3 separate regions of the Drosophila melanogaster genome follow, and regions 2 and 3 are each linked to region 1. Evidence: chromatin contacts called from public Hi-C and targeted proximity ligation data. All regions are on one chromosome and are shown on one strand. The core of a region is the stretch at or near the end of the contact, and the rest is flanking DNA. Distances in the headings are between cores, read along the strand shown. Region 1 holds the start of alpha-Cat (alpha Catenin). Region 2 holds the start of Vps11 (Vacuolar protein sorting 11). Region 3 holds the start of CG33217.

What was found. Hi-C and Micro-C count contacts between places; a contact is called where the count stands out from the background.
Region 2: a contact with region 1 is called in a Hi-C map of the S2 cell line, with 3 times the contacts expected there. A contact is called at or near these places in 1 of 107 Hi-C or Micro-C datasets (the S2 cell line) and 1 of 7 datasets of targeted methods (the Kc167 cell line).
Region 3: a contact with region 1 is called in a targeted proximity ligation map of the Kc167 cell line, with 3 times the contacts expected there. A contact is called at or near these places in 1 of 107 Hi-C or Micro-C datasets (the Kc167 cell line) and 2 of 7 datasets of targeted methods (the Kc167 cell line and the S2 cell line).

Annotation. Positions count from the first base shown.
Region 1 is chr3L:23,336,841-23,339,540 of dm6, reverse strand. alpha-Cat (alpha Catenin) reads left to right here and starts at 1,441. Exons shown (of 12, transcript NM_079495.3): 1 at 1,441-1,666. The coding sequence starts at 1,495. ND-MLRQ (NADH dehydrogenase (ubiquinone) MLRQ subunit) reads right to left here and starts at 215. Exons shown (of 4, transcript NM_001275306.2): 1 at 65-215; 2 at 1-7. The coding sequence starts at 106. mir-4942 (mir-4942 stem loop) reads right to left here and starts at 313; the gene lies at 204-313.
Region 2 is chr3L:23,149,070-23,151,769 of dm6, reverse strand. It overlaps Vps11 (Vacuolar protein sorting 11), which reads left to right and starts at 1,271. Exons shown (of 1, transcript NM_168987.2): 1 at 1,271-2,700. The coding sequence starts at 1,383. It also overlaps asRNA:CR45164.
Region 3 is chr3L:23,124,624-23,127,323 of dm6, reverse strand. It overlaps CG33217, which reads right to left and starts at 1,299. Exons shown (of 8, transcript NM_206425.3): 1 at 1,206-1,299; 2 at 924-1,124; 3 at 73-607; 4 at 1-11. The coding sequence starts at 1,116.

The DNA of each region.
Region 1 (2,700 bases), core at 192-2,691:
GAATTAACTGAACAAATTTTTGTTATGCAATCAACAGATAACTTAATATAATCATAAAACTTACAGCTGGATTTTTTTTAAGACTTTGCAGACCAAGACCTTGCATTTTGTCTACGTTATAATTAAAATGTATTTAATATGTAAGAAAGAAACACATTTATAAAAAATTACCTAACTTTACTCAATCCAATAAAACAGAATGGAACTATATATTAGATATGGACATATTTCGATGCCAACAGCGATGTCATCGATGTTTTCCAAACATCGGCAACTCGATGTTGACTCAAACATAAAAATATATGTATTCATAACAGGCAGATGTCATATTATTTTATATGTGACATGCCAGTATTAAGCGATGCTGGTATAGAATGGGAACTCAAAAATCATGCACATAAATATTTTTTTTTACATCTAAGGAATATATTATTTTATATACGTAATTTTTATGCATGCTTGTCGCACAGGTTTTATGTTAGGCTGTCATAATAATTTCAAGCCGCCGGGAACGATATAATCTTCTGAAGTAGTCATGCATTTTTGTTACATTTTGTTTATATGTCGAAAGGATTTTTTTTCAATAATAACAAGAAAAAATGCTATGTAGACTTTCCCGACTATTAAATATCCGTTACTCAGCTAGAGGCAATATGATCGCGAAATATCATAATTTTTCTGGGACACGGATAGAAATTGGTGAATGCAATGAGAAAATATTTAAAATTGTTCAAAAATGTGGGCGTGGTCGTTTTTTGGTCGGTTTGTATCGTTAGAGTGGGCGTGGCAAAAAGTTTTATGACAAATCAATAGAAATTTACAAAACTAATAAATATATGAAAATATATATCAACACAATTTTCAAAAGTGTGGGCGTGGCAGCGTTAGGCGTTAGGTTAATATCATATGGTTAATCTAAGCTTTATAGCTTATATTGTTCCTGAGATCTCGACGTTCATACGGACGGACAGACGGACACGACCAGATCGTGTCGACTACTGATCCCGATCAATTGTTCCAATGCTTCCATCAGCCTATTAGGAACTTTTAAACGATTCTGGTATACCCTATTACTCTACAAGTAACCGGTATAATAATAAACATAGAAAACAACAATCCTGATATGTGTGGAATATGTTAATTCATTAAATGAAATATTTTTGTTGGTAAAAATTAAAAATATTATTAAACTTTTCTCAATCGTCTTCAATACTTGAATATCACATATTTTTCACGAGAGTTCAATCATCAAAAATCAATTTTAATTATTTTCTTAAAGTCATTACTAAAGAATGACTCACAGGACTCAAAACTACAAAACTATTTAACTTATTCATTATATATTGGTTACGTTACGTAGGTCATGTGGCTCAGTGGGACTATGATATATTTAAAGCCCGCATTCTTTACAGCACTGCAAAGTTACAATCCTGGTACTATTAATAATCAGTGGACTACATATTATCGAAAAAGGCGTCGTCGGTTAAAGAATTTATGTTAAAACCTGATAAAATGGGCACGTTAACCGATTTCGGACAGATAGCTTTGAAATGGGATCCCAAAAATTTGGAAATTCGCACAATGTCAGTTGAAAAAACACTTGAACCCCTTGTATTACAAGTAACTACTCTTGTAAATACCAAGGGCCCAAGCAAAAAGAAAAAAGGTAAAATGTTTATAGCTTATAGTGCCTAGAAAACCTAAATATTAGAACTTTCAATTTTAAAGAAACTTTTTGCGAGTCGTGAATAACTGTGCGTATACTCATTTTAATTTTATTAATTATAAGTATTGTGTACATACGAGAAATGATAGAAAATGTTCTAAAACGGCTGTGTATACTATACATACATATTGTGACATCTTAAATTTTGTAGGATAGAAAGCATTTGAATTCATGTAACAAGCTTAAAACTGAAAAGGAATGTGAAAGCATCTTTTACCTCTTTAAACGCAAAATTGCGAAAATATAAAAAAATAGCCTATTAGTGATTTACATATATTTTGATTGTGTTTCATTTTGTTATATGTATATCTTTCCAATTTCTATCGATATGCAATAAAAATGTTCAAATTTATAGTTCGCTTGGCCACTAGCTGAGTAACAGGTATCTGATAGTCAAGGAAATTTACTATGGGGTTCGCTGTAATATATATTTGTTACTCGTAAAGTAAAATGGGGTACTAGATTCGTTGAAAACTAAGTATGAGGTAGAAGAAAGCGGTTCCAAAAAAAAAATATATATTCTAGATCAGGATCAATAGCCGAGTTGATCTGGCCATGTCCGACTTTCTGTCCGTATGACAAAGCGTTTTCATATGAATTCATATTTTCATTAGTCTTTTAAATTTCTATCGATTTACCTTTTTTTTTTATTAGAGTTTATCATTTATTATTAGTCATACGTCAATAGGAATCGTTCAGTTCCTTCTGAACTTAACCTAATGTGTAGCTTAAGAGATATGGATTCCGTTCCTTAATTAAAGTGTATACAAATGTACCGTGGAGAGAATCGATTTATCAAAAAACGTTTTGCAACGCCCACTCTAACGCCCAAAAATTGGTTTTCACACAAAAATGTTTTGGTATTTTTCATACTATTTTATTGATCTTGTAAATCTATTGATATGCCAAAATACCTATTGTCAGGCCCACAAACCGCCCAAACTTTTTGAAAAATATATTTCTTGTTTAAATAT
Region 2 (2,700 bases), core at 22-2,521, 190 kb after region 1:
TTACCCGCGTGGATGAGGAAATCATCATCATCAATGACCGGCCAGCCAGCCACAGACAGGCAATGGAACAGATGTCTATCTACGTGGCACACATCCCATTACCTTCAACGATCGCGTCGTGATAAATGACACCACCTTTATAAATCACGACAAGGCCCAAATACGAGCTCCAGGGGTAGCTAGTTCCGCATCATTGAATATCACCGCCAACAAAGATATTCTGAGTCTCCCCTGTCTTCACCAGCTGAGTGAACGTAACTTGGAGTTCATCAAAGAGTTCGGGAGAGAAATTGATACTAATCATTCATAATAATATTTATATATTATAATATTCGCATAATATTTATCGCAGCAGCGGTTTGTTTACGGTTCATCGGAGCGCGGAGATCTACAATCCAATTAAACGGGATGATCGCCGAATTAGGACCAGCCGAGGACGGCCGTAATCTTAAAGGGGGAGTCGTTAACACAAGCCAACCAACTAGAACAGTTGGTTTAGTGTATTAAACATAATATCAAAGTGCTGACCCAGCATTGGGCCGGAAACCCGTGCGCAGCCGGCAAGCACATCATATTTGCGTGGCCGCTTCGAGTCTTTGTTAGCTATAAGAATCATTTTTAAGTTTCAGTTTGAATTTGCATTTACCATATTAAAGAGCGACAGCTCGTCAACTCCGACTAAGCGTTCTAAAACATATTTTTATTACTTACTCTGCCAGACCACAAGGCTGGCAGTTAAAAGAGGAAAGTTCCTCTCAACGTAAATAATAATCTTCTGCTCCCCGGAGTAGCCATCGACGGAAGCCCTTCACCTCTGGAGGAATCCTGACGACGACAGTATCGCAAGACGGTGCGATCAATCTTTATATAATTTATATATTCTTTATCAGTATCAACAGCCGAGTCGATAAAGACACGCCGGTATGTTCGGTCGACCGTTTCTATGTAAGCAAGGCCTTAGTTTTAAAGCCATCTCCATGAAAATATCCCAAACATGTGATTTCTATTGCTGGAACGGGCCGATAAATGCCATGTAGATACGTGTTTGTTTTTTTTTTTTGCGTCATAATGTGTTGTTTTATTCGGTTTACACCAATTTTTACAGTGTCAGAAATCCGAGCTTCGTTTTTTTCAATAATTTCTTAAAGATTAATTACTACATAGCTTATTTTAATAATTATATTATATATCCACATCTAAGATTAAAATCATAACAATTGGATGTGCTTAGTGTAATTTGCTTATAAAAACTACTTTATATTTTCATATTGCACTGTTTCATTTTGTTGGCCAACCCGTAACGTCACACATGTTCCACTATAAGAATAAATATACACATTAATAATAGTATCATCGCATAATTATATGAAACTATTGACAGAATGGATATAAGTGTCTTTGAATGGAAGAAAGTGGATCTTTTCAATATAATCGTCGTACCATTTGTAAAAATTCCGAACACGGCAGAAATATCGTGCTACTGCTTTCCCGAATCAAAATCAAGCACTGAGGAAAGAAATATAAAATTAGTAATTTGTGATAAGAACAGAAATATTCTTATTTACCTTTCAAATTGGGAGTGTATTACCTTCAAATCTCCATCCACGCGGAAAGCTATTGCTCTTTGTTCCCTTACCAGCAATAACAGCCTTGCGACTGTCACACCGGATATCAATAATGGTATTCACATTGATATATTTGACCTTAATAGATTAACAAAAAAGCAAGCAGCTCCAATAATTGCATCTGCATATACTCAGCCTTCAAGTACGCCCTTATGCCTCAACGCAGACGTCATTGACGATAAATTGTTTGCGTTGGCGATAGGATTGGGAAATGGTGATATTCTTTTGCATTATGGAAAAATCACAAAAAATTTTTCTGCAAATATTCGCCAACATACTGTTTCTGGAAACGCAGTCAATGGAATACATTTTGATTTCAAAACACAACCTTTAGATACAACTCAAATAATGTTTGTGACATGTGTTCAAGGAGTTTATTGTTTTATGTTAAAAGAGAAATGCATAATGGATACAAAATTTGTACTTGATAATGATAAAGGTAATCTTAATTACCGCAGTATAATGTGCAAGGCTGGAGGTGGCGAAATAAATGATTCAATGTTGGTTGTGGGACGGGCAGACGCTGTTTATTGCTACACTCCTGAGGGAAGGGGTCCTTGTTTTGCTATCGAAGGAGCAAAGGAATGCCTGGCTTGGGTAGGCCATTACCTAATCGTCGGCGTCAAAAATTCAAACTTAAAGCAGAATGCAACGACACTAATTGTTTTAGATACGGAAAACAAAATAATAGTTTTTCAAAGGCAATTTCAGGAATTGTTTTATGTAATCAGTGAAAACAATTTTTGTTATATTGTTACGAATTCTGGCGACACGGATGCTTGCAACATGTTAATGTTAGAAAAAAACAGCATAGATGTTAATATACGTCTCTTAGTTGAAAAACATATGTATAACATTGCATTGAGATTGTTGCATCGAGAAGGCTATACTTCATCGCCAGAAACTGCATTGGTACGATTTCAGTACGGAAATCACTTACTTCAAAAAGGCGACTTCAGTAGAGCTACTCAAGAATTTATTAAAACCATCGGTTTTATTAAACCGTATGCTGTCATTTCGAAGCTTTTATATTCCAGATACAATACTTATTTACTAAATTACTTGACTGAATGGA
Region 3 (2,700 bases), core at 50-2,549, 210 kb after region 1:
CAAATTGTTTGCTAAAAATATATTGTCTCTAATTTAATTGTAGTTCCAGAAAGTAACAAACCTTTTTCTTACCTTAAAGCAATTTTGATATATTCAATAAGATTAAAAATCCGTCGAAAAGCTTTTGAAGCTCTTTCAAAAGGATCTTTTACAGCTACAAAAGTGAAAGCTCCAAAATGATTTGGCATAAAAGGGCTGTTAACGGATTCGTCAGGCATAACTATTGTTCTATTTATAATATATTGGATATTACTCAGTAAAGATAATTGAAAATCCTTCCATTCAGTTTTATTATCCATATGTTCTTTATCGGAAATGCCATGAATTTTGTGTAACAAAAACCAACATTCACCAGATTGATAAACAACTTCATCGTTTTGGCTGTCAATTAATAGTACTAATATATTTTTGATACTTGATGATTTAGTTTTTATTCCTTTTGGGTAATATTTTAGGCATTTCTTGATTGTGTGTAAGGCAGCAATAGTTGAGCGATTGTGCTTATATATTTCGTTGTGAGATAAGCATTCCAGTACTTTAGATAAATGAGCAGATGCGAATACTTTTGACACATTACCGTCACTCTGGATTTTGTCCAGAAGGAGTGCTGAAAAGTGAAAAATATTTATATTTCATAAACGATTAGATATAATTCATTGAGAGCTTTAAAACAAGAAAGTACAAAAAAATTTAAGCACTAAAAAATGTATTACTGTGGACGGCAGAGTCCACGAGAGGAATATTAGCGGTAGCAGAATGAATTAATACTGTGTTTTGCTTTGTTATAGAAAGTAAACCAATTTATTGTAAAAAAAAAGCCTATGGTAAAAGCCTTTAACCAATTTGAAATATTTTTTTTTTTAGATTTGGTTACTACCATTTTTTTAAAACTATTAATTAAAATTTATTAATTAAAAACTTACCCATAGCGGAAAATATTAAATCACCATATGAACACAACTCAGGTAATTTGCATGATTGAACTAATAAATATGTCCATGTATTAACATTTTCCTCTAATTTAATGTCACTTTTTTTAAGGTAACATATTAAGAGTCGCAATCCAAGAGAACGTCGTCTACGGTTTTTCAAAGTCGAAGTTATGAATTGATCCATACTGATATCTATTGTTCAATAAATGAAATCATACAGTACTTATTAGAAATTGCTAAGATTTAATTTTGGAGAGTTATGGAAAGACATACCAAACTGAATCACACTTTCCTAACTTATTTCGATTCCAACATTATAAATAAAGCCGACATGTGGTTGACGCTGTTATCAAATTAGTGTGCCCACCCCTTAGTTATTTAACTTATCTTTACTGATAATAATGTAAAGAAACCAGCTTTTTCTCTAATAATATATGATTTCCACAGAAACTCATCTATCTCCATATACGTCACGGTCCGTATGAGACCATGCAACCAATTAAGTCATATACAAATGATATGTGCAATATATCAATATATTTTGCATTTTGATTTCATTGTAAGAAATAATGCAGGCATCTAACGCTTGTTTTTGAATCATTATTATGGCAATTTGTCAGCAATATATAGCTGCTATAAAGATTGTGTTTTATTTTATACGACTAAGTAAAACAATAAATAGTCAAGTTAATCCAAATATGTAACAGGCTCATGGAAAAAATTACACAAAAATACCTGTTGTTACTTTTCAAGATAAAGTTTCAATTAATGTCCACCCTGTAGTTCCACAATTCATCGCTTCTGAAAAACATCACGCTCTCACCAATTCTCGCGCTTGCGATCTGTTTCTTAAAAAATTTAAGGCGATGAAATAGCGATTAAAAGCTGTGTTCATAAAATAGCAGTACAAGAGAAACTAAGAAAAACAGCCGTATATTTCCATGATTCCACCTATTTTTGTAAATGTAATGTGTAGATATGAATATAAATAAAATTCCCTTCGTTCTTCATGTTATCCTTTTTATTTACATTCTTGAACAACTTTTAGATTGTTCATAAGAATAACAGTGTCTCATTTTGTCCAACGTAGATTCCCGAAATCATCAATATTTTCTAAAAAGTGTGTTTGGTTAGGTTATTTCCTATAACAGGGCAATAAAACCCCAAACGTTACCAGGACCTAGAGGACTCCATGCCGCGTAGGTGTAAGGCTGTGATAGCTAACAAAGGCAATCCAACCAAGTATTAGACACTTATTAACACATTAAAAAGAAAAACTAAGTTCGTTCTAAGTCAAGTTGAATTTTGTTACTATTTTTTTCAAAGCACTGGTATTTTAGTGAACACCAGAATTTCTGCCTGTTATGTTGTTTTAATATATATTTTCGAAACTATTGAATAAATAAAGGTGAAACATTTGTTGAATTTTTATTTAAATTTAATTTAAAATAAAAACCTAATTATTTTTGACCTATGTACAAAAAAAAATTGGCCATTAACTGTACATCATGGATTTTTTTATCTCAACTCTAATAATGTTACAGATTATGTTTTTTTTGTAGCAAAAAACCACTTCCCTTCCGCATGTGAAGTCTATGACTTTTTTAATCACGAATGGTGAATGGTGAAACTTTTTTCAAGCTTTCCAAATCTGATCTGATAATAAAAACAAATTTCGGCTCGTAATCGATCCTTGGAGTGAAGAAACAAGGACCTGGCGTGGTTGAACGGGTCAGTGGAGTCAGTGGTTGGCAAAGGTGGTCCCAGG